Regions from separate parts of the Mus musculus genome. Here region 2 is linked to region 1. The links are chromatin contacts, called in public HiChIP or PLAC-seq maps. All regions are on one chromosome and are shown on one strand. The core of a region is the stretch at or near the end of the contact, and the rest is flanking DNA. Distances in the headings are between cores, read along the strand shown. Region 1 has its middle 3.4 kb from the start of Gm40740. Region 2 has its middle 8.1 kb from the start of Gm32688.

Region 1 (2,733 bases), core at 196-2,695:
CTTCCTCTGCAGCTTGCAGCCAGCCGTTTGCAAAGGAAAACCAGCAAACGCCAGTCAGCTTCCTCCAGCTGGATCAGGACCAGCGTAAGGAAGGAAAGACAAATTTCTTGGATTAGTCAGTTTCCCTTTGCAGCTGGCATTGGTGTAGGTTTTCTGGTAGCCCTGCTCTTTACAATGTCTCTCTCTTATAGCTCAGCTTTTAAACAAAGAGAGGTCCGAGGAGGACTTCCCTAAAATTGCGCGAGACAGGTATTATGTAAGTCTATGGGGAATCTTCTGTTGACTCATGGGAAGCCTGCTCAGACAGAATAACCTACTTAATATGCTTGCATCTTGAGTTGACACATGGGAAGACTACCCAGACAGAAGTGTTCACTTGGTAAGCTTTAAGTTCACCCACCATCCCACCTTTGGCTGGGCTAGAGAGGATCCCAAGACCTTGTTTGTGTTAGGCAAGGACTCTGCCACTGAGCTCCACCCCCCAGCGAATGCACATTTTAGCCAAATGCTCTACCACTAAAAGCACTCAATTTTTCTGATTCAGGGTCTCGAAATGTAGCCGTAGCCTCCAAAATGCTGGGATTGTGAGTATGTATCACCATAACAGGTTTTGATAAGTTTTTAACTTTCCTTTGATTTCAATAAGACTCATTATTTGGGGGCAGGGGAGGAGGGGAGACACCTTACTGCTAACTCTAATTTGTATACCCAACAGCCAAGTTATTTTTCTCCTGTCTCAATATGACTAGCACAGAACTGTTTCCACAGGGAACATTTATTCAGCGTTGACGGGGGAATCAAATTAGTCTAAGAAAGGGAGAGGGTTGGATTTCTTCACAGCAGGAAGTTCTGTCTGGTGTTCTAGCAGATTGGCCTCCTAGTTGCAGGCTCTGAGACAAGCGCTGTGACTGCTGTAAGAGACAGCCCTGGATGGTTGACTTTCTAAGTCCTTCACTTTGAGAATGTGAGTTATCACATAAATATTGTCTGTGTTGGATGTGCTGGTACAGACCTGTAACCTCCGCACTCAAGTGACAGAGACAGGGAGGATGGAGTTGAGGTCATCTTCCAGTATATAACAAGACTCTGTCTCAAACAAACAAACAAAAAAACCCAACAAACCTGGCACTAGAGAGAGGCTTGGTGGTTGAGAGTGATCGCTGCTCTTGCAGAGTTCCTTAATTTAGTTCCCTGCACATGTAGGGTGGCACACAACCATCTGTAAGTCCAACTCCCCGGATCCTGAACCTCTGGGCTCTTCCATGGGTGCATGTTCTCGCATGTACATGACCACATATAAACAACATAAAGTAGAATTTAAAAGTAATAATAAAAAGACACCATGAAATAATATTTCCTCCATGAACTTAACAATGTGGAATCATGATATTGCTGTGGAGATTTGGACAGGGTGAGGTAAATTTATTTATCAGATGAACCGTTTCCTCATCACGTGGCATTTCCTGTGGTGCCTTTAGTTTTTGAGAAAGTCCTCCATGTCAGTAGTGCATAGTTATTCTTAAAACGAGACTTCCACATAGTTCCCTTTTATGTATTTGTATAATTATATGAGGACTCCTTTAGCTTAGTCATAGTTGTGATTGGTGAAGTGGAGAAGGTGAGGCAGAGAAGAGCCGGGATGTTGGAGCTTTGCAGTAGGAAGAATAGACGAGCAGGCCCTGAAAAGAAACACAGTCAGAACTGCTGCCGTTCCCAAGCAGTTGGAGCAGCTTCGAATGTAAAAGCCATCAGACAGGCGACAGATTTGCGGACGCTGTGGCATTCTCCTGTTCCCCCCCCCCCCAGAGACTAATTATCTGTTATTTAGCAGACTTGCTAATATACTGTGGAGTTCTCCAAGCAACTTGATGGATCAACCAGCAGATGCTTTACCAAATGAACAAACAAACAGAAAGGCTTTGTGCATGAAGAAGGGGCTTAATAATCTGTAGACTTTTTCTTAACACTCACAAGAGAAATGGACCTTTTGTTTGCAGAGACAGCCCACTATTTTGGTGACATGTATGTGGTACTGGGATTGATCCTGGAGCCTCGAGTCTGCTAGGCAACTGTTGTAACATTGTACTATACCCGAAATCAATATGCCACATCTCTAAGGAGGTGAATATGCTACTCCATCTAGAAAAATCTTAATTTACATATCATTTTACAAACTCAGTCAGATGGTTTATATAATCATCATTCATAGATACCATTACCTTATTGTTTTTTTATTTTTTATTAATATTATTGTTGTTGTTGTTGTTGTTTTGAGACAGGGATTCTCTGTGTAGTTCTGGCTATCCTGGAACTCACTCTGTGGATCAGGTTAGCCTTGAACTTACAGAGATCGACCTGCTTCTGCCTCCCAAGTGCTGGTATTAAAGGTGTGCGCCACCACCACCACTACCACCACCAGACACATTATGTGTTTTAATAATGGACTTTGAGAGATCTTTGTCTCCATAAAATTCGAGACAAAAATTGAGTATGTGATTTATGAAATATGGGCAAGATTTTATCTAATCCTGTATATTCAATTAATTGAGCTAATTTTGTGTTTAGACTTCAATAGACCCATGAGCACTATAAAGATGGGACTTCAATAGACCCATGAGTACTATAAAGATGTCTTAGCTCTGCTCTGCTACAGCCCCTGCCCTGCAACACTTCCCCTGGTGTTGACACCAAAGTGCTCCTTCACAAACCTCCTGGATGTAGGGAACTCTGTCT
Region 2 (2,843 bases), core at 116-2,615, 200 kb before region 1:
CACGGGGGAGGGGGAGAGGAAACATGGGGAGCGGGAGGTGGCGGTGGTTAGCTTGCCTTTCTATAGGGAGAGGAAAGAATGTGGTCTCTTGCAGCAGAGACTGTAGTATATGTAATTCAGCAGATGGGAGTCTAAGGGAAAGGGAAACAAAGGCATAAGTTAGAAGCGCGCATCGTTCAGGTCCCTTGAGCAAGCCTCGGGGATTGGGGAGTGTCCAGGTAGCAGTGGGGAGATGAGCTGAGCTCTGCCCTTCCAGGCATCCCATAAACCCATGCGGCATCCACAGTCCAGTCTCTCTAACAAGAAGAGTCTTGGATTGCTTTGTTTCCTCTGGGCCTACACGTGGTCTGTAGGAGACAAAGAAGTTCCTCTAGCTCGATAGTTCTCAACCTTCCTGTTGCTGTGACCCTTTGATATAGTTCCTCATGCTGTGGTGAGCCCCCCTGGCCCAACACACACACCCCTTAAAAATCATTTTGTTGCTACTTCATAACTGCAATTTTGCTACTGTTACGAATCATAATATAAATATCTGTGTTTTCTGATGCTCTCAGGTGACCTCTCCCTCAACCTTCCAAGAGGGTCCACTCAATCCTCCAGGGGGTCATGACTCACAGGTTGAGAAACACTGCTCTAGATACTCTCTCAAGCCATCTGAAGATGCAGGCTTGAAAGCTGGTGGGTCAAGAATGTGGTTACCACTCACTCCCTCGCTCTTGGGTGTGACTGCTCAGCTGAAGGTTAGACGCCAAGCTGGTCCCACACTTCCCAGAGGCAGATACTGTTCTTAGGGGCTCCAAGGCCAAAACGGCTAAGCTGCAGGTCAGTCTGGGGCAAGGCAGGAGAAAGTGCTGAGCTGTCCCAGAGCAGAAGCAGAGGTGACCACTCCCAGCCCACACAAGCCCTGCCCAAAGCTCTGTCGGCCACCCTTTGACCCTGCAGCTAGAGGCCCCTCCCTGGAGCCTGAGGAGGGAGGGAAGCCAGGAAGTAACGGTGATAGCAATTTTCATCTTTGAATTAGCTGATTATTTGGGGGGGAAACAGATTGTTTTAAACAGGAAGAGGCCGATACCTTCTAATAGCGAGTTTAAGTTTCTCCCACCCCAGCACAATCATAGCAAAAATGGAAGATGGGGAGCCCAATTTTAGAAAATGAGAAAAATCAGATAAGTTAGTAAGCCAACTTGAGCTGTGGTTCAAACATTCCCCCTTTTCACTAAGTATAAAAGTATGACTGCCATTAATCCTATGAAGAAAAGGTCTCTGGAGCTTTAAATGCATTTAATCAGGGCACATACATAGACTGGCAGACAGCCCTCAGGGACAGCTTCTGGCAGGAAGTGGTGTTAGAACTGTGGGTTGAAGGAGGGGTTAGATCGGCATGGGAAAACAAAATAAAACAAAACCCAACCCCTGGAAGGGAGAGGACCTGTCCACTGGAGGTTAGATGGGCTAGAGGGCCTGGAAGGGCCAGCGAGTTGTCTCAGAAGAAAGGTTGGGGTCAGGTATTGAGGGCGTTCTTACCTAGTTCTCTCACCACAGTCAAATGGATTGGAAAACAGCAACCAGGAGAGTGAATTTCCCCAGCTGGAATCATAATGAGACACTCAGATGCAGCAAATATGACAGAGGGAGAGAATGGGAACCAAGGCAGCTATAGACCAACAGTGCTGACCACCCCTGCCAAATCCCACAACCTCCTTGGCCACCAGGTATTCCGGGGCCCAGACAGTCTCCCCAGAGCTCCACAAGGATGGCTTAGCAGTAGGGTTGTCCTTGTGTTGGGGAGTCAAAAGACACAGCAGGAGGAGGTTGGTGTGCTCCTGGTCAGTTCTGGAGACCTCAGAGTATGACATATGGATTCTGTGGGGGCTCTGGACATGAAGTGGCGTCTCTAAGACACCTCGTCGCTGTGTAGAGAGTTTTGTAATGGTGCCAGAGCAGAGAGAACTGAGCCTAGACGATGTAGAACGGTTGGCCTCCTTCTCTCTTCAGCCAGGCTCCTGCTCTAAGTTGCCAATATTCCTGTCAAGAATATCATAATCTCTCACCATGTCTTTGCACTCTTCATTTTATTTTCTTGACATTTAAAAAAAAAGAAACAATTTGCTTATTTTTATTTTATATGCATTTGTGCTTTGCCTGCACCTATGTCTGTAAGGGGGTGTCAGATCCCCTGGAACTGGAGTTATAGACAGTCGTCAACTGTCCTTTGGGTAGTGGGTATTAAACCCAGGTCCTCTGGAAGAGGACCAGCACCCAGTTAGCACCTGTCAGGTGAGCTTATTAACAAGTGGATGAATGTGTGGATGTCTCTCTTATTAAAGACAGAGCAAGGCAGCCAGGCAGTGGTAGCGCATGGTTTAAATCCCAGCACTTGGAAAGCAGAGGCAGGTGGATCTCTGAGTTTGAGGCCAGTCTGGTCTACAGAGGGAGTTCCAGGACAGCCAAGGCTACACAGAGAGAAACCTTGTCTCAAGAAACAACAAGCAAATAAAAAACAATTATAAAATATAGGGATGACTATAAACGTAAATGTGAGCAATATGTGCTTAGCACTGGGGCTGCTGACAGATATAAGGCAAGATGTTCAGGGGCGTTCTGCCTGCAGCCCCCTTATGGAGATAAACGTAATAGAAATAACCTCGAGGGAAACTCTAGAAGACATTCGGCAGCCTCAGTAAAGCATGTCGACTGTGCTTGGGAAATTGGAAATATCCCTTAGATCCAAATTTAGCTCAACCATTAGTTCTGATATGGATTTAACTTTGAGTGTTTCTCCAAAGACTCAGATATTAGGAGTCTTGCCCTTGTGGTGGTGCTCTTGGGAGATGCTGGAACTG

What was found. HiChIP or PLAC-seq counts read pairs in DNA pulled down with a chosen protein or histone mark.
Region 2: a contact with region 1 is called in an H3K27ac HiChIP or PLAC-seq map of double positive thymocytes, with 4 times the contacts expected there. The contact joins two enhancer-like sites. A contact is called at or near these places in 1 of 484 Hi-C or Micro-C datasets (hematopoietic stem and progenitor cells), 5 of 115 datasets of contacts at active chromatin or transcription factors (T-cell acute lymphoblastic leukemia, bone marrow-derived macrophages, double positive thymocytes and 2 more) and 1 of 9 other capture datasets (adipose tissue).

Annotation. Positions count from the first base shown.
Region 1 is chr10:93,121,678-93,124,410 of GRCm38.p6, reverse strand. No RefSeq gene overlaps it. Among named protein-coding and RNA genes, the nearest start is that of Gm40740, 3.4 kb to the left of the region's middle. Within about 2 kb of position 1,445, at least 22 of the 459 cell types and tissues checked have an H3K27ac peak or open chromatin away from gene starts, as enhancers often do. A contact at or near this core is called in double positive thymocytes, where this site is marked.
Region 2 is chr10:93,324,078-93,326,920 of GRCm38.p6, reverse strand. No RefSeq gene overlaps it. Among named protein-coding and RNA genes, the nearest start is that of Gm32688, 8.1 kb to the right of the region's middle. Within about 2 kb of position 1,365, at least 125 of the 459 cell types and tissues checked have an H3K27ac peak or open chromatin away from gene starts, as enhancers often do. A contact at or near this core is called in double positive thymocytes, where this site is marked.